Linked DNA regions of Mus musculus: regions 1, 2, 3, 4 and 6 are each linked to region 5. The links are chromatin contacts, called in public Hi-C and HiChIP or PLAC-seq maps. All regions are on one chromosome and are shown on one strand. The core of a region is the stretch at or near the end of the contact, and the rest is flanking DNA. Distances in the headings are between cores, read along the strand shown.

Evidence for each region. Hi-C and Micro-C count contacts between places; a contact is called where the count stands out from the background. HiChIP or PLAC-seq counts read pairs in DNA pulled down with a chosen protein or histone mark.
Region 1: a contact with region 5 is called in a Hi-C map of adipose-derived mesenchymal stem cells, with 5 times the contacts expected there. The contact joins the enhancer-like site here to the promoter of Basp1 in region 5. A contact is called at or near these places in 20 of 39 promoter capture datasets (the 3T3-L1 cell line, 3T3-L1-derived adipocytes, the HPC-7 cell line and 11 more), 1 of 15 datasets of contacts at CTCF or cohesin (stem cell-derived epiblast-like cells), 117 of 484 Hi-C or Micro-C datasets (the AML12 cell line, the C2C12 cell line, CD4 T cells and 62 more), 34 of 115 datasets of contacts at active chromatin or transcription factors (the NIH/3T3 cell line, SST interneurons, Th17 cells and 18 more) and 3 of 9 other capture datasets (adipose tissue, embryonic stem cells and liver).
Region 2: a contact with region 5 is called in an H3K27ac HiChIP or PLAC-seq map of embryonic stem cells, with 6 read pairs. The contact joins the enhancer-like site here to the promoter of Basp1 in region 5. A contact is called at or near these places in 8 of 39 promoter capture datasets (3T3-L1-derived adipocytes, the C10 cell line, cranial neural crest and 3 more), 1 of 484 Hi-C or Micro-C datasets (bone marrow-derived macrophages), 16 of 115 datasets of contacts at active chromatin or transcription factors (bone marrow-derived macrophages, embryonic basal ganglia, embryonic forebrain and 7 more) and 2 of 9 other capture datasets (adipose tissue and liver).
Region 3: a Hi-C map of ventral hippocampal neurons shows a contact between it and region 5, with 2.1 times the contacts expected there. The contact joins the enhancer-like site here to the promoter of Basp1 in region 5. A contact is called at or near these places in 15 of 39 promoter capture datasets (the 3T3-L1 cell line, 3T3-L1-derived adipocytes, the HPC-7 cell line and 8 more), 23 of 484 Hi-C or Micro-C datasets (LSK cells, Th2 cells, bone marrow-derived DN2 thymocytes and 15 more), 24 of 115 datasets of contacts at active chromatin or transcription factors (the NIH/3T3 cell line, SST interneurons, astrocytes and 13 more) and 1 of 9 other capture datasets (adipose tissue).
Region 4: an H3K4me3 HiChIP or PLAC-seq map of microglia shows a contact between it and region 5, with 7 times the contacts expected there. The contact joins the enhancer-like site here to the promoter of Basp1 in region 5. A contact is called at or near these places in 24 of 39 promoter capture datasets (the 3T3-L1 cell line, 3T3-L1-derived adipocytes, the HPC-7 cell line and 15 more), 3 of 15 datasets of contacts at CTCF or cohesin (the NIH/3T3 cell line, embryonic stem cells and liver), 120 of 484 Hi-C or Micro-C datasets (the 3T3-L1 cell line, 3T3-L1-derived adipocytes, the AML12 cell line and 73 more), 35 of 115 datasets of contacts at active chromatin or transcription factors (PVALB interneurons, SST interneurons, Th17 cells and 21 more) and 4 of 9 other capture datasets (adipose tissue, embryonic stem cells, liver and 1 more).
Region 6: an H3K4me3 HiChIP or PLAC-seq map of forebrain shows a contact between it and region 5, with 3 times the contacts expected there. The contact joins the enhancer-like site here to the promoter of Basp1 in region 5. A contact is called at or near these places in 8 of 39 promoter capture datasets (the HPC-7 cell line, embryonic stem cells, frontonasal cranial neural crest and 3 more), 1 of 484 Hi-C or Micro-C datasets (trophoblast stem cells), 11 of 115 datasets of contacts at active chromatin or transcription factors (bone marrow-derived macrophages, embryonic forebrain, embryonic hindbrain and 6 more) and 1 of 9 other capture datasets (liver).

Annotation. Positions count from the first base shown.
Region 1 is chr15:25,139,201-25,141,900 of GRCm38.p6, forward strand. The region is part of intron 2 of Gm35996 (a long non-coding RNA gene); the gene reads right to left. Among named protein-coding and RNA genes, the nearest start is that of Gm35996, 39 kb to the right of the region's middle. Within about 2 kb of position 1,396, at least 19 of the 459 cell types and tissues checked have an H3K27ac peak or open chromatin away from gene starts, as enhancers often do. A contact at or near this core is called in adipose tissue and adipose-derived mesenchymal stem cells, where this site is marked.
Region 2 is chr15:25,692,519-25,695,218 of GRCm38.p6, forward strand. The region is part of intron 2 of Myo10 (myosin X); the gene reads left to right. Among named protein-coding and RNA genes, the nearest start is that of Myo10, 71 kb to the left of the region's middle. Within about 2 kb of position 1,378, at least 42 of the 459 cell types and tissues checked have an H3K27ac peak or open chromatin away from gene starts, as enhancers often do. A contact at or near this core is called in embryonic stem cells and liver, where this site is marked.
Region 3 is chr15:25,119,134-25,122,030 of GRCm38.p6, forward strand. All of the region lies in intron 3 of Gm35996 (a long non-coding RNA gene), which reads right to left. Among named protein-coding and RNA genes, the nearest start is that of Gm35996, 59 kb to the right of the region's middle. Within about 2 kb of position 1,543, at least 5 of the 459 cell types and tissues checked have an H3K27ac peak or open chromatin away from gene starts, as enhancers often do. A contact at or near this core is called in ventral hippocampal neurons, where this site is marked.
Region 4 is chr15:25,033,966-25,036,847 of GRCm38.p6, forward strand. No RefSeq gene overlaps it. Among named protein-coding and RNA genes, the nearest start is that of Gm2824, 12 kb to the left of the region's middle. Within about 2 kb of position 1,371, at least 4 of the 459 cell types and tissues checked have an H3K27ac peak or open chromatin away from gene starts, as enhancers often do. A contact at or near this core is called in microglia, where this site is marked.
Region 5 is chr15:25,412,415-25,415,292 of GRCm38.p6, forward strand. It overlaps Basp1 (brain abundant, membrane attached signal protein 1), which reads right to left and starts at 1,350. Exons shown (of 2, transcript NM_027395.2): 1 at 1,138-1,350. Gm48957 (predicted gene, 48957) reads left to right here and starts at 1,776. Exons shown (of 4, transcript NR_168943.1): 1 at 1,776-2,735.
Region 6 is chr15:25,675,360-25,678,138 of GRCm38.p6, forward strand. The region is part of intron 2 of Myo10 (myosin X); the gene reads left to right. Among named protein-coding and RNA genes, the nearest start is that of Myo10, 54 kb to the left of the region's middle. Within about 2 kb of position 1,307, at least 26 of the 459 cell types and tissues checked have an H3K27ac peak or open chromatin away from gene starts, as enhancers often do. A contact at or near this core is called in forebrain and stem cell-derived neural progenitor cells, where this site is marked.

The DNA.
Region 1 (2,700 bases), core at 146-2,645, 270 kb before region 5:
CGAAAACCATGATGGGGTTCATATGCTGCTGGTTTTAATTATGAACAATACATGAGACCGTGGCTCCTGTGTGAATGAATAGTTCCTCGTGCCAGGGTCAGCAGCTGGTGGCTTCCCCTGGTGTGAGAACACATCACCCCAGGCATTCCTCTCCACCCACCACACTGCACCTTCCCACCTTCATTCCTTCCTGCCAAATGCATTACTTCATGATGCTAAATCAGTGTCCTTTCCATGTTCTATTACTGTGTTTGAAAATGCTTGAGGTTGGGTTCTTTAAAATGTATGCCCTCTGCCTCAACTCCCAGAGTTCTTGACTTCTATCTCTGCTTGTTTTTTTTTTTGTTGTTGTTTTTGTTTTTGTTTTGTTTTGTTTTGTTTTTCAGTTTCTGAGTCCAACAGCGGTTCTCAACTTGTGGGCCATGAATCCACCTTTGGGGATTGAACAATCCTTTTACGGAGGTCACCGAAGACCATCAGAAAACACAAATATTTACATTATGGTTTGTAACACCAGCAAAAGTACCATTATGAAGTATCAGTCCAAATAATTGTATGGTTGGAGGTCACCTCAACATGAGGAACCGTGTGTCATAGCATCAGGAAGGTTGAGAACCACTGAATTAGCAAGGATTGGCGAAATGATGGAGGCATGGAAGATATAACAACCCTGAAGAGCTTCCTTGGAACCCGAACATCTTCCCATGAGGAATTCAAGAACTACATCCTGCATTTTTATCATCTTAAATCAAACAACAAATCAATAATATCTTTCAGAAGTAACCACAAAGACACATTTCCAATCGTTCAAATTGTTTTGCTCCTCTTCCCGTGCTGTGTTCTTGAGTTACAAAAGTTGTTGAGCGTCTTCCATGGGATGTTTGATGTTTCAGAATATCAGACCTACTATGTGAAGCTAGCAGATTAAATTCTTTTCTTTGGAAAATGTTTGAAATCGTGGAGATGGTACAATATTGGAGAGATAGACTTGTTCTTTTCCTAGACATACAATGCCATATTTGTTAATTACCAGGCAGTAAGCAACAATTGTATGCAGCTAAAAGGGAGATTATAGTAAGAAATGCAGGGTGTGATCTGTGCCCAAGTGAAATGGATAATATATTTACCATTCACAAGAAGATAAAGGATGTGCTAGTAAAAGTTCAACCTGTGTCTACTCAAAGCTTTTCAAAGCACTCTCCTATTATTACTTAATTCCCATACTATCCTAACATTCTCAAGTGTCCTTATCATAGTTAATTCTCGGAGCTTTACCAAACAGTGCCCTACCCTCTATCGTGGTTAACTCTCAAACGTTTACTCCTAAGATAACAGCCGCAGATTACAAAAGAAAAGATTGATTCGCAGAAATGTACTTAGTTGCTCAACCACATGACCCCTGGCAAAACTGGGAACAGGAGGGGAAGGGGTGGAGAGGAGGTGAGACAAGGTCTCTCTGTGTAGCCCTAGCTATCCTCGAACTCACTATGTAAACCACTCTGGCCTTGAACTCAGAAAGATATACCTGCCTCTGACTCCTGAGTGTTGGAATTAAAGGTGTACACCACTGTGCCGGCTTTGTATTATTTTTAAAGTTGTTTAGATTCTAAAAACACTTTGGGTTTTTTTTTTTAAATACTGTATCTCTGCAAGTTAGTCTACTCAAGGAAACAGAATGCATGCCAGAAAGTTTCACAGAGGAATTTGGCTGGGGAATGTAACTGCAATGGTGTTGCAAGAACTTACTGGCCTCAGAGGAAAAGGCACGCCAAAGATTTGCAGGAGTCAGTATCAGCTGCAGGGCTGGAAGCACACAGAGGGGGATACAGTGATGATGTTGCCATGGTTTCTGCTGCCTGGGGCCTACTGGAGGGGAGGAATGCTTTGGAGAAAGCTCAGAAGCAGAAAACCATACAGGAAACTGGAGTTCACACCGAGAGAGGGTCCTAGAGACTGAGTCTCAGGAAGAAACCTAGGGAGCATTTTAATATGGGAAACAATATCTCTGTGTATTAGAAAAATAAATTTTCTAAGAACTAAGGATTGGGTGCTGAGCTGAGGTAAACAATCAGCAGGTAGAAAAGATATGGGAAGGACATTTCCGTGTTTGCAGGAAAGCATCGCCTTCCTACACTGAGAGCTAGGATGAGGTGCCCCAGTTACACTGACTGAATAGGAGATAGCAGATTTGGGAGGACAGGGCATACATGGATATTTCAGCAGGATGAAAACATTCTCCCACGTGAGCACGCTAAAGAACCACCAGGTTATCGCCACTGTTTTATCCTTACACTTTGTAGGCTCTCCCTATGCCTCCTGTTGGGCTAAAGTAGACGAGAGCCATTTGTCCAGGAAACCTGGCAAGCACAGTTTGCAAAGATCAGGGCTGTGGGATACAGAGAACATCAGAGATGAATGTATCAGCACGGGAGCAAGCAAATGATTGCTACAATTCTCTAGAATGAAAAAGAACTGTGGAGCCCTTGTAGTTAACAGATAGGAAAGAAAATACTTTGTATGAGGGGAAAGATTCTTTTGTTGAAGATGGCCTTGTGTATGTCTCTTTAGAGAGATTTTAGAAACATCTAGAAAAAAAAGGATATAGCTGGGAAAAAAATGAATGAAGGGTTAGGGTGCAAGGAGAGGGGGAGGAGAAAGAGAGGGAGAAAGCAAGAGTGAGTGAGAGAGAGAGAGTAAATA
Region 2 (2,700 bases), core at 128-2,627, 280 kb after region 5:
TACCGGTAATGCAGGCCGTGTACCACCAAGTGTGCTGAGCCTTCGTTTCTGATTTTGAGGGGATTTTGCCCTGAGTGTGGTGCAGTTTTTCTTTCTCCCCTAACCTGTGGCTGGGCCTTTGTTGTTTGGGGCATTTTATTGTCACAGCCTTTCCTTGGCTCCATCCAGAGGAAGTCTCTTGTGTGGGTGTGGTCGCTGAGCACTGCTGGTGTTCTTTGTTTTTGCCTCTGAGAAGAGATGAAGGCAGCGCAGGTGAGGACAGACCGCAGCCTATACAGACCCTGCACGGGAAGCAGGAGGCAGCGGGTGCTCAAGGCAGGCTGGGTGTGCAGCAAGCAGAGCAGGGAGGAGCCCCTCCCTGGGCCTGTGGACGGGTAGGTTCAACAAATTCAGTCATGATCAGCTTATTGATCACGGCTTATTGATCGTGATCCTTCAGCTCTGTGGGAAGCATCGCCCGGAATTCCTCTAGGTTTTCTGAGCAGATATTCTCAGACTGGACCATATTTCCAGTAGAGAATGCTAGGGGGTTACATCCTTTGTTTCTAGAGACCTTCACCGCCATCACCTGCCTCTGCCTTTCCTCTGCTAGGGGCAAAGGCATGTACTGCTCCTTTGAACAGTCGGTTTTCAACCCTCTTGCTCTGCTCCTGCTGCAAATACCAGGAAAACCGTCTCACCTCCTGCTATGAACTCTTGTTGTCTTGTATCCTGGGGCTCTCATGTAGACCTCAAACTCAGAGCTCCACTTGCCTCTGCCTCCTGAGTTAAACACACACACAAGCATGCCCTGTTCACCTTCTCTTAGGTTATTAACAACGCTGCTGTTTTTAGGAGAACTTCACTTTAATGGCCTTTATCCTAACATCACCCCAGCCCCCTACTGCCTTCTCTTCCCCTTTTCAGGGGTCCAGATCTCTCCATAGATGCCATGGGGAAGAGCCAGTCCATGGGGACATTGTGGGAAGAGAATTCTCTCAAGTACCACGTTCCAATGCTTTGTTTCTGGCCTTGGTGCCTTTTAGTTTTTGTGCCTTAAGTTTGAGCCAAGTGAACCTTCGGCCCCTCTCTGTACATATTTTAACAAAGAAAACAGCCAAAAATGACTTTTGGGTTTTGTCTGGAATCTGGAATCAATCAGACACTATTTTTTCCCTCTCTGGATTATTGCACGCCTTGCGTGTAGTCTCTTCCTCGGCACTTAGAGACATGTTCACTTGACAAAGGCGGCCTAGGAAGAAACATAGTGCTTAAGCACAATCAGAATCGATTTTGACTGTCTTAAAACCCGGGGCTCCGTGTTTACTGAGGAAAGGCCACATCGTGGTCTTCTAAACTCCTGTGTCAGTCAGGGCTCATGGAGGCCAAAAGAGGGCACCAGATCACCGGGAGCTGGAGAGACATGGGCTGGAGTTCCCGGGTGAACCACCTGGATGAAGACGACAAGAACTGAGCCTGGGCCTCCAGCAAGTGCAGCCCGTGCTTAACCTGTGAGCCACATCTCCATGCTCCTCTGTCTCTGCCCTCGTATTCAGCTTAAGGCAATTGCAAGGCAAGAAATCCACAGCCAAGCCTTCAGAGTCAGGTTAGACAACAACTGCTGGTCCTCAAGGCATGATCACAGGGCCAGCCGTGGGCAGGCGGTGTGCTTCCCTTTAGCAGGTAGTCGCTAAGTAACCAGTGCGGTGTTGGATGAAGCAATGAGGAGCCAGGGTGTTCCACACTCATTTCAGTCAAGGATGGGTCTGGCACCAGGGCCATCAAGGAAGCTGCTATGGTTATCCACGCTCCAGCTCTGACCACCACAAATTCATCCTGCCCCATTTCCCACTCACTCTGTCTTAGGAAGCCCTGGATTGCCACCCGCTGTTCCATGACCTGAAAGCTTTGTTATCCCCATTACTAGAAAGAGATAAGAAGGGTGAGAAATGACATTTTGGGTGGTGAGTGTCAAAGAGGCTTTTGTCTGGGTGTTGGCCCTGGCAGGCAAGGATGGAAGGTGAATAGGGGAGCCCAGTGCCACTTTCAAAGGGACTGCTACTCAGCTGTAGGTGGACATGGCCTGGCAGAAACACGGGGAACGGGAACCTTAGGAAGATGCTGAAGAGAAACCATATTAAGGAATTGAGGCTTAACTTGGAAGTCACTGATGCGGTCTGCAATGGAATCTCAGTTAGGATGGCAACAGACCATACAACTGATAACAGTCCCTTGATCTTCTCAGACCTCTGAGTTGCTTCCTGGGGTACCTAGGAGTGCTGGCTCCTCTATGACAATACCCTTCTCACACTAGAGTCCAGGCTTCTAATGACCCTGTGTCAGAGATGAGAGTGTGGATGGAAGTCTCCACTGGCCCACTCCTGTGGGGTTCAGGGCCACCAAGTCCATCTGTCTCACATTGAGCAATCCCTGCTTTACAAGGAGGAAAGATTACAGTCGCTCCTGTGATGGGCATTGCCAGCTGCATCTGAAAAGACAGATTATTGGTTAGAAATAGTTATTCTAAGAGGTTTTTAAAATGTCACTAAAGGGCTGGTGAGATGGCTCAGTGGGTTAGAGCACCCGACTGCTCTTCCGAAGATCCAGAGTTCAAATCCCAGCAACCACATGGTGGCTCACAACCATCCGTAACGAGATCTGACTCCCTCTTCTGGAGTGTCTGAAGACAGCTACAATGTACTTACATATAATAAATAAATA
Region 3 (2,897 bases), core at 293-2,792, 290 kb before region 5:
GAACAATTACTAGGCTGTCCAAATTCAGTCTCTCTCTCTCTCTCTCTCTCTCTCTCTCTCTCTCTCTCTCTCTCTCTCTCTCTCTCTCTCTTTCTCTCTCTCTCTCTCTCTGTGTGTGTGTGTGTGTGTGTGTGTGTGTGTGTGTGTGTGTGTCTATCTCCCTTCTATCAGCAACTCCACTTAATAAACCTATATCAGAGTTCTCCCAATATAGGTAAGCACTCAGTTCACTAAATCTACTTTAGGCACAGCTTCATGTAACAGTGCTCAATCAAGCTGACTCTGGGCTCATCTGACATGATTTACCCTATTCCTCTTAGTGTAACTTAGAGTCCACGAGAATGGTCTAGTCATAGACAAGGTCTCACTATTGTAATATCAACTTTGAATAGAACTTGTAATCCTCCTGCCTCATCTCCTTGATGTCTGAAAGTATAACAAACACATACTATTATGATCTAGAATGATGAAATTATATAGCCTGGAACATATAAGCAATGTACTCCATCAAAGCCTTATTCTCTAACCTAGAAAGATAATAATGTGTAAAAATTAAATAATTACTTAGAATAATAACATTATAATAACTTCAAATAAAACTGTGTGATGGTTATGCTTTGAAGGAAAGTTATTTCTAAATTTTTAAATTCTTTGCATGTGAGAGTAGATACTTGAGACTGATAGAGATCTGACTGCATGAGCTCACTGTTGGACTGTATAAGGAACCCATATGCTATCTAAGCTCACCTTGAGAACTCTCATTATCCCAGCTTGAGCAGAGCATACTTGAATAACATTGGAGATGCATGTAATTAACCAAGCCTCAGATTGGTGCTTTTCTGGATTCTCTATTATCTCCTTATCTGTAGTCTCCCATTAAAGAAATTCATATCTGTCTCAAGAAACTAGAGTACCCCAATATCAAAGCCTGAAAAAAAAACACACAAAAAGGTTGTGGGAGAGATATTTAAAGTCCCTCAATTTCTTATTCTTTAGTTATGCCAGTATAATTTTCTACCTCCATATTGATAAAATACTAAAGATATGTTATGATTATTATTTAATTTCCTCAGTATATGGGTTTTTTACTTTGAGAGGATAAATATTAAAAACTCACAATGATATTCGAAACCAAAAAAATCATAAATTAAATGTTTTATTCATTTTATTTTTCAGAATATATTTTTGGTCAGTCTCTTTCGAAATTATGGTTTGAACTTTTGCTTTCCTTTGCACTGTTTAATATCACTATAGAAATATCTTTCTTTGTCAGTAAGTATAAAAATGTCCTTTTTATGAAGAGTAGAAAAAAAAAAACCACTACCATACAGTTAATTCTTAAGTAATGTTTTTCAGTGGCTAAGTGGTAGAACCAATGTGCATTCGTGTATACATGAGGCAGAGCCACAGGGTGTGAATAATTAGAACCAGCAGGACCCACAGCCCCTGCAAACCTTCTGCTCTCTGCTGAGCCAAGTGGCTCTTAGGGCTCAGTCCCTGGAGCAGACGGGTGGATTGGCCAGCTGAGACAGAGTGAGTCAGTTGGGAAGTAAAGAGTCAGATCCTCGGGAAGGAACATAAACCACGAAGAACAGATGCTCACCCAGATGGAGGAATAGGGGACAGTCATCTACCAGAGTATTTGAAGCTCTACTAAGTTTCTTGGCACAGGAAAAAAAAAAGGTAATTGAATAAAACTTCAGGAGAGGAGCAACAGGAGAAGTGTGACATCTCGGAAGCAGCATAAATCGGTTAGAACAGGTATATTGCAAGTCTCTCTCTAGTGCTAAAATTTGATTACTTTACACAAGTCAGTTCTTTTGACTAATGATAGAGGACATGCAAGTATGTTGGTTACTACAGAGAAGTAGTGAGGTACAACGATGCAAAATAAAGAGACTTGACTGTTACAGTGGGTATAGGTTGGACAGTAACTTCGCTTTTCTCTTAACCTGTACAGTGTTTTGTTGACAATTTTACTGAAGGATTTAATTTTAAAGGTTGAAAGGTTATTCATAGGAGAAAAAAAAAGCAATAGAAGAAACTCAAAAGGGTGGGCTATGGTTACATCATTATCTTCTCAGGGACATTATCTAAATCCTTAACTCACGAGTGCTTTGCCTCTGGAACCACTGGCCCTTCGAGTGTTGCCCATTCTGTGTTGATAAAACTTTCCATTCAATTATGCATCCACCGCTATTTTTTGAAGTGTATCACCATTATCATTTCATTAGCAGGAAGTAGAATGAGAAAGATAGATTTTTCTTTTAAAAGCTTTGTGTAAAAAGCTACTCATAAGATGTGCTATTTTTTTGTCATTTCAGCCTAAGGAAAATGGTTTCAAGATCATGAAGTTATAACGTAAAAGTATAATTCAGGAGACGAATTATCACACTAGATCCATTTATTTCAGTTGGAACGATCCTCAAGCAGTATTTGATTAGTCTGGCTGTTTCCTATTTCAGAGGTACACACTTAAACTAACGTGGTTTAAAAAAATAAAAAACCCAGAGTGTTTCCTTTTTTAAAAATTATGATTCCTTGTAGAATGGCAGTATTCCCCCACCCCCCAAGCCACAGTTTGCTACAAATTATTCAAAGCAATTTGGATTGCACAGACTGTTAGCTTTTATTGCCTATATCTGAGCTGGTCATGTGAAGCCCAGCTTCAAGGTACTTATTGTAAAAAGAATTGTCTTCTTCCCATCTTTTGATGGAAATTTGCATATTCCTGCTTGAGCCACTTTGACATTGCTCTTTGTACTACTTAAGCTCACACCATTTGGCACGTAGCCTTCTTCTAGTTCGCCTAACTGATGGCACTACTTCATTTCTGTGAATGCCAGGATACCGACGGTTAAGGGAAATTTCATTTTTATTACCTGCTTCCAATAAAT
Region 4 (2,882 bases), core at 121-2,620, 380 kb before region 5:
TGTAGAAAATCTTCATTGTTTACCAATTTAGAAGGAATGCAAATACAAGCAAATACAAGGGCAGACTTCCATGAGGGTATACATTTCCAGGTTGGTTGTATGACTACCTAAAAACACAAGTATTTGGTTGGCCTATTTAATGTAGTATCATTTTTGAATCAATGATGAACAGGAGTTATACAATTATTGTTACCATGAATTGCTTTATTTTTTTCTTGTCACCTCAAAATAAATATTTTCAGAAAAAGCATAGCAAACCTAAAATGACATCCTCGCTTACTATAGAAAACAAGTCACAGGCTGGATTCTGTGAGAGAGAAGAGTATGGAGGGAAAGGTATTTAAGGTAAGAAAATAGAATGCAGACAAAAAAGTGAAGTTGCAGGCATGAATAGTGGATTTGAAGAAGTAGATATAAGGAAGGAAGGAATTAATTCAATGATTTGGTATTTAAATTTCAGAGTCAAAATAAATAATTCTCTGGGGAGGATGCTTTCTCAAAAGAAAAAGACCTTAACTGGGGATCTATTTTCAACTTATTGCTGCTTGGAGAGGGAGAGTTGGTTTTCTCCAGGGTTGCAACCTTGAGAGAATAGCTGTGCTCCAATAGGTGATCTAAGACCCATGTACATACTTGTATCACTAGTATCACTAGTATCATCACTAGGGGAGCTAAGGGAAAGTGATGTGCAGTTTATAGGAGGAGTTGGGAAAGTGGGAGTAGAGGGTGGATCTTATCGAAATACATACTATTCATGTATGAAATTCTCAAGAAAAAACAAATCAAATAAAATATTAGTGATTTCATTTTATATTTTATTAATCAGTTGTTTTGGAACTTTGTACATCATTTATACTCCTCCCTCTCACCCCCAAACACTTCTATGTTCCTTCCCACTCTCTCTCTCTCTCAAATTCAGAGCCTCTTCTTTTATTATTATTATTATTATTATTATTATTATTATTATTATTATTATTATTACACATGACCAAGCCCACTCAGTCAGTCAAGAGGTTCTTCAGCACAGGAGTGAGGATTTAAAAGAAAAAAGACAGACAACATTGTACCATGACTCCAGTTAATTCTCAGACTGAAGGCAAATTTAATTTTCCCAATCTGCTTTTTATACCATTTTAATTACATGCAAGTACTAAGGGCGAGCAGTACAATAAGGAACTAACAAGGCAGTGAGAAAAGTCCAGGATTACTGCCATGACAGTTGTGAAAAAGGGCTTGTCATAATGATCAAAATACTTAAGTCCACCTCCCAAACCAAGCCTAAAATCTTGCTTGAAGCCTACTTCTTTTGTTGCACCCTAAGATTAAAACTCCTGCCACCCTACTTCCCTATTATATAGTCTAAAGTTAGATTCTTGCCGAAACTTACTTCCTTCTCATGCCCTAATGCTAGATTCCTGCCTGAACTTACATCCCTGTCATGGTCAATGTCAGATTTCTTCCCGAAGTCCATTTCCTTGTCCTTGGCCAATGTCTGATTCCTGCCAAGCAGCACCCCAAAAAGGCTGTCCACATACACATGTACACATTTATACATAAATGCAGTCTGCCAAGTCCATTTAGTGTGAACTCCACTTAGTGTGAATCATATGTCTTTTTGTTTAGGGCTGACAACTTGAGATTAAATAACTTGTAAGGATTGGGAGGGCTTGTCCCTGAAGAAAGCTGAATCTCCCTCTCTCAGAAGCCATTCATTACCTATGGCCTTCATTTAGCAGTATACTAAATATATATGTATGTATATGTATGTATATATATTCACGCCTACATGTCATATGGTATTGTCATTTTGTTTGTCTTCTTTAAGCAACTGACTATGGGTAAGAATATGATGTATAGTATTATATATACATATATATCCATACATACTATGTGTGTGTGTGTATGTGTGTGTGTGTGTATGTGTTTAGACATCACAAAAAGAAAGGAGAAAAAGACAGACAAAAAGAAAGGTAGAGAGAAAAGCAGAAAGGAGAAAGAGAGAAAAAGAAAGAAAGAAAGAAAGAAAGAAAGAAAGAAAGAAAGAAAGAAAGAAAGAAAGAAGAGAGGGGGAGGGAGGGAAGGGAGGGAGGGAGGGAGGGAGGGAGGGAGGAAGGAAGGAAGGAAGGAAGGAAGGAAGGAAGGAAGGAAGGAAGGAAGGAAGGAAGGAAGGAAGGAAGGAAGAGGGGAGAAGTCTAACAGGACAGTCTACAAAGTGTGAACCTTGGAAACAAAGCAGAGATGAGGATGGAGTGATAAAGACACTCATTGAGATTGAGAAATCAATTCTGGAATCATTAGATGAATTCAGATTTCAATGTCCCTGAAAGTAAGCTTCAGAGTTCCTTTAATTGGCAATAAACTTCAATGAATATATTTCAGATCTCTGTCTTAACTCTGCGGATGCTTTTTCTGGGACTAAGTGATTCTGCTGCTCTCCCGCTCTCCTCACACTTCACCCACACTCATCTCTGGATGTAGGAACGTATCACCAAAGCTAGCAAAGCAAAGAAAAATGAAAAGGACCTGAACAGTTGCCTCATATCCTGATCCTTAATGCAGAAAGATGTTTAAAGTGTAATTGGCATGACTCCTGAGATGTTCCTTCTAGGAACATGTTAAAGGATGATACCTCTGTGTACAGTTACTGATGTAATAAACAACAATCTATAGAAAGGGGAAGGGAAAGGTCCTGCCCTTGCTATAACCACCGTATGCAGAGAAAGCAAGTATAAATAGCTTTCTGGGTCTCATCCCTTGCTACATAGAAGAATTCTCTTGGCTACTGAAAGAATAGTAAACTCAGTGCTCCAAGGTATGCTAATCATAAAACAGATAGTGACATTCCTCCACCTACCCGCTTCCTGTGTTCAAAGAGTGTTAAT
Region 5 (2,878 bases), core at 100-2,599:
AGTGGCCAGTGGTCTCGGCCAAGACAGAGGTGTGTCAGCTCCCGTGCAAAATCCTGAAATCGCACCCATGTGCGCTGTGCTCCTTTGAACAGCGTGAAAATCACTGGGGCAGAGGCCGTCCACCGAGTTCGCTCCAAGGCGGAAACGTCTCGGGGGGAAGCAGATTAGGAACAGGGCCAAGCGTTCGATGAATATTCATGAAAAGAATGCGGTCCCCAGCCACGCATTGTGTGCCATCCGATCCAGGGATTCTGGTTTTTTTTTTTTTTTTTCTTTTAATGGTGTGGGGAAGCGGGAACCAGACGTTGGGTTGTAGCGTTTGAGCTACGGGGGAAAAAATCTACAGAAATCTTGGCTTGCAGAAGGGTTGAGCCCGCTCGGGCCGCGGGCTGTCAGGTTCAAGCCCACACGCCACCCCTCCTTCCCCCAGGCTGGGGCGGCGGTGGAGGCGCGCGGCCCGCTCTCTGAGCGCAAGGCTCAAAAAATAAAATAAAATGCTGGCGACGTCCACAGGTTAGTGGGAAGACAGCTCAGCCGCAGACCAGGCTGGGGGCTTTAATCTGCCCCGGACGTGCACACCGCCTTCCGAACCTCGTGTTCCTCGGTTACCCTAAACCAAGATCCAGGAGTCCCGAGGGCCAAGCCACCCCCGCCCCTTCCGATCTGACCAGATTCCGCGTCTTCTTTCTCCCTCCCCACCCCACCCCACCCCCATCCTCCATCTTCTGTTACTGCGCCCCTCACACCGAGCGCCTTCTCCGTGGCTGTGCGGGTTCCGCTGACAGAAGGCTGGGTTCAGCCCACAGAACCGTGGCCAGTGGTCTCGGTGCTGTCACCAGCGGCTCCCCACCCTCCACCCCCTCCCTCCCGAACTCGGTTCGTCCGCCTCGCCGCCACCCCCTCCAAGTCCCCCACCCTACGAAAGGCCGAAGCTGTCCACCTGGGGGAGAGCATCACCTTGGATTTCCAAATGCGACAGAACCCACATAGAGGAATCCCATGCCCACTGTGTCTACACCCGGCCGCACCCCGGCTGCACCGTTGGAGAACCCTAGGCTTCGGGGTGGGGCGGGGCCCTGGGGAACCGGTGGCCCGGAGTCCGCGGTGGCCTTAGGGACCCACGGCGCGCCTCCTTACCGGCTTTGGGTGCCTGTGGCGGCCCTGGGTGAGCGCGGTGCCTCCAAGGGGCCCGGGTGGCTGGTGTCGTCCGGCCGGGTGGCTGGTCGCTCAGCAAAGGCTCTCTCTCTCCCGGCTCGACGGCGGAGCCCGGAGCGTGGAGCGAGTTGGAGCGCTGCCGCCACCGCCGTCGCCGCTGCCGCTACTGCCGCCGCCGCTGCAGCCTCTGCATTTCTCGATCGCTCCCCCTCCCCTTCCTGCCCAGCGCCCTCCCCCCCGCGCGTCCGCCCGCCCAGCTCCTCCGCTCGCCGACCCCGCCCGCCTCGCGCCCGCCCCTCCTCTCCCAGCCCGCGGCCCGCACCCCTCCCGCTCCTTTCGCGCCCCGCCACCCAGGAGGGGGTCCCCCAACTTCTCTCCACCAGCAGCCACTGCGCCCCGAGACGCCCCGTGATCCAGCGCCCCCCCCCCGTCACCACACCCGCACAGTCACCCCCACCCACTGCTCTCCACATCCAGATCCCTTACCCGCCTCCCCAACAGTCTCTGTCAGCCCCCCTCCTCCTATTCCCTCCTTACACGCCCCTCCATTCCCCCCCCACCCCACCCCCACCCCCACCCCCGGCGGGACTGTCTGTGGATTTCTCTCCTCTCTCTGTCTCGCACACATTTTATTTGAAAGCATTGAATAAGTAGCTCAGGCTCTCGCTCAGACTTAAGGGGCTGATGAACTACGCCCCCGCCGCAACCAGCTTTCTCTGCACCCCAATCCAGCCCCGCTCCAGACGACGGGCTTAGATTCTGCTATCACGTAGGCAGTGAGCCTGGGGAAGATGCGATGCCTCCCTTGAAACCATCAAGACAGATATCCGCTGGTTTTAGGGTGTCCCCCAAGGCAAGCATCTGGGACGCCTCCGGCATATGCTCGCCCTCGGGGCCCGACCAGGAGGCTCCAGCTTTGCAAGGCGCCACCGCCCAGAGCTCAGGTCTGGGTTGGAAGGGTGGGCGGCACCGCCTCAGGGTACGTTCTCCCGACTTCGGAGAGAAAGAAAGGAAGAAATGCACCCTAGGAAAAGGGGCTTCGACTTTTTGTGCCTGTGCTTTCATGGAAGTCACCAGCTCTCGGCTGCTTAAGATGCTACTCAGAAGCGCGCCCAGCCAGGCTGTGGCCATCCGCGCCAAGTCCTCGTGTCCTGGTCGACGAGCACTTTGGGTAGCACCGCGACACACAATAGCCACCACGGTTAGGAGATATGCTCGCTATGCTTACCTGTTGGCAAAAATAAAATGCAAAATAAAAATTTAAATTTGGAAACTAACACATGGTGACATCTTCTAGAACCACAGCTCTTTCTTCAGACAAAAGCCAATTTTACCATCCCGCAAACCCATTGAGCCCTGGAAGTTCCGTTCGCGGCACTTTGGCGCCCTCTGGCTTTATCAGGGTGGCTTGCTTGTTCTGCTTCGTCCTGAAAGAATAGCGGAGGGGGGGGGGAATGGAAATGTATGTTGCCTTCTTGGTTGGATCTCCCCTCATGAGTGAAGCACAGATTTGGGATGAGCTTGCCCTCCACGTCCGGAATAACGAAACACAACTACATTTAGGGAGACGAATGCCAAAGGTAAGTGCTGTCAAAATCGCAGATTGGGGGGGGTCACTTTTTTAATAGAAAAATAAATAACAGAACTTTAATAAGATTGGCAAAGGAAGTGCCACATCTTAAACCAAAAAGTGATTGGGGGGGGGGGTGAAAATATTTGTGGT
Region 6 (2,779 bases), core at 57-2,556, 260 kb after region 5:
TTGCTGACTTCCCTACTCCTCATTCTCTCCCTTCGCTGAAGCACGAAGTGTATATAAGTGTATACATGTGTAGCATGCTTGTATGTGTGTATGTGCGTATGTGTGTATGTGCCTGCAGAGGCCAGAAGAGGGCATCATATTCCTGAAACCGGCATTCTAAATGGTTGTGAGCAGCCAAGTGGGAATGGAACCCAGGCCCTGTGCGAGAGCAGCCAATGCTCCTGACCTCTGACCTGTTTCTCCACGCCCATCCCTTGTCTTTCTTTCCCGTTCCCATGAGCTCATTGGCAGGGCTTATGCTGTAAAATTGGTGTAACCGTCCCCACTTCCCGACATCTCCCGTGTCCCCTCGATGCTTGGCTGGATTGTGCTTGCCCAGCCAGCAGTGGCAGTCAGTTGACTTATACTGATGTTGCTGAGAGTAGTTTTCCCTCCGTTTGCCTCAAGGAGAGAGAGGGGGAGAGTTTGGGGCTAGATGGAAGGGGAAGGCCTTGGAGCTGCCCAGCAAAGGAGAGCTCTGGGGGCTGGGAGGTGGCTGCAGTGTCTTCTAAAAGGGCATGCTCCTGTAGTTCTTGTGTTGAGATTCTATCCCCCCTGCCCCCACAATGTGATGCATCCTGGAAACAAGGCCTTTAGGAATCCTAAATGGAATTAGTGTCCTGAGGTATGAGGCGTATGTGAGCTTCCTTGCCTCACCCATCATGGGGGGGGGGGGGTGTAACAAGAAGAAAGCACCATCTAAAACACAGAAGCATCCCTTGCCAGATGTGGGAGCTGCCACTGCCTTCATGTTCATAGTTCAGCTTCTAGCATGGTGAGAAATGCATTTCAGTTGTCAATGATAATCCGTTGTAGCATCTTGAGCAGACAGAGGCTGGCTTGTTTTTTTCCCAGTGCAGGCTGGCTAGGAGTACAGGGAGAGGGCCAGCTGCCAAGGCGAAGCAAGCAGGAAGCCCATGCCTCCCAGATGCTTGCCCCGCAGCTTCTGTGAGAACACGTTACATTCAAACTGGGGCCCGTTTTCAACTCTCTGATTGTCTTGCTGCCATCAACCTAACGGGCATTTAAGAAACAAAACCGGTGGCCGCTTCTGATGGACTGACCTTCCTGAGGTCCCTGCAGGCTTAGTCTATGTTTCTGTGGCCATCAGGGCTGTATATGTTATTTATTGCACATGATTAAACCTTGAGCTTCTAAAGATGTGGCATGTAGCTTTTGTGAACGCAGCTGTTTGTGTCGAAGGGACCTATGCCAAGAAGACAGCATTACTGAACCAAATGCATACTCTCTCCCACATTTGACTGAACGGGGGCAGCGAGCTCAGCCCTCATCCATAGCCGCATTGTGAACAGCCTAGAAGCTGAGAGTGTCTTTCAGACTGTTAAATGTTTGGAAGAAGTCAAAAGAAGACTAGTTAATGTCATGCAATTATGTGGAATTGAGGCTTAATACTCTTCTATTGGAACAAGATGCTGGCCACTCCTCGGCTTGCGGTCTGCAGGGGCGTTCACACTGCAGCGGGGCCAGGACACAGCTAAAAAGCCCGACACATTGTCTCCTGGCCCATCACAGGAATCCTTTGCCAGCCTCATCTTAGATGACCATAGAAGATCATGGTTTGCGGTCACTTCTGGTACAATATTTAGGCTGCAGGGGCTTTCAGGGGTTCCCAGCCTGAATCACTCAGAGAGTGATCTAAATGTGATTCTGGGCCATGGAGCTATTCCCAATGATGCTGCCTCCCTGCTTGGGAAGCCAGGAATATGTCTTGAGTCCAGGATTGCCCACCAGCCTGAGTGAATCTGGGAACTCTAATAGGATGCTAGTACATCCAGTCATTGTAAAACTGCCTTCTTCTCTCTCCTCTCCTCTCCTCTCCTCTCCTCTCCTCTCCTCTCCTCTCCTCTCCTCTCCTCTCCTCTCCTCTCCTCTCCTCTCCTCTCCTCTTCTTCCATTTTCTTATGAGGGAAAAATGCCTTGGCTAAGATGATGAGTGGTCTGAGACAAGACTTGTGTTCCCTGGGCAGAGGACATGGCTCAGTGATTACGGACCCGATACCAAGCCCAACAACCTGAATTTGATCTCTATGACCCATGTGAACCCACACTTGAAAGTTGTCCTCTGGCCTACATATATGTGGTATGGTGCCTTGGCACACACACATTAGATAAAATTTAGTTAAAAACAAACAAAACCCTTTGCTTTCCCCTGACCGAGTGCTCTTAGAACTGAGTAAGAGCCAGACTTTGATGGGAAGCTGTGAGCCACTGGGTCCTGGGCTTCCGCTGGCCCTTCCTGATTCATTAAGTGGCACCGGAGCACGTGCTCTGCACGTTCCTGATTTGGAAGCCACACTTTGAAAGCACAGTTGTAGGGCATGACAGGTTGGGGAGTTAGTACCCCCACATCATCGTTCTCACCATACCTGTTCTCTAAAGACAAAGGTGGTCACTCATAGGCCATCAACTCCCCATCAACTGCTGCAGCACAGAGGAGTCCTCCTTGACACTGTTGTGTCCGGAACGATTGAGACCCGGAGATCACGGTTTTTCGGAGTTAATGTCAGCCAGGGATTCAGTCTGTGACATTCCCCCTCCAGGACTTGATGGAGAGCCACGCCCAGTAGGAGCGAAAGTGGGAGAAGTCTGCGGGGTGTGTGGATTCCAGCCTAGCACGTTTCCGAGGAAGATTTATGCCTCCTTTTTCTATTTACAAAACAGGCCAGTTGTGCTTACAAACACCCACGAGTTGCTGTATAAATCTTGACCCTGGTGCTTA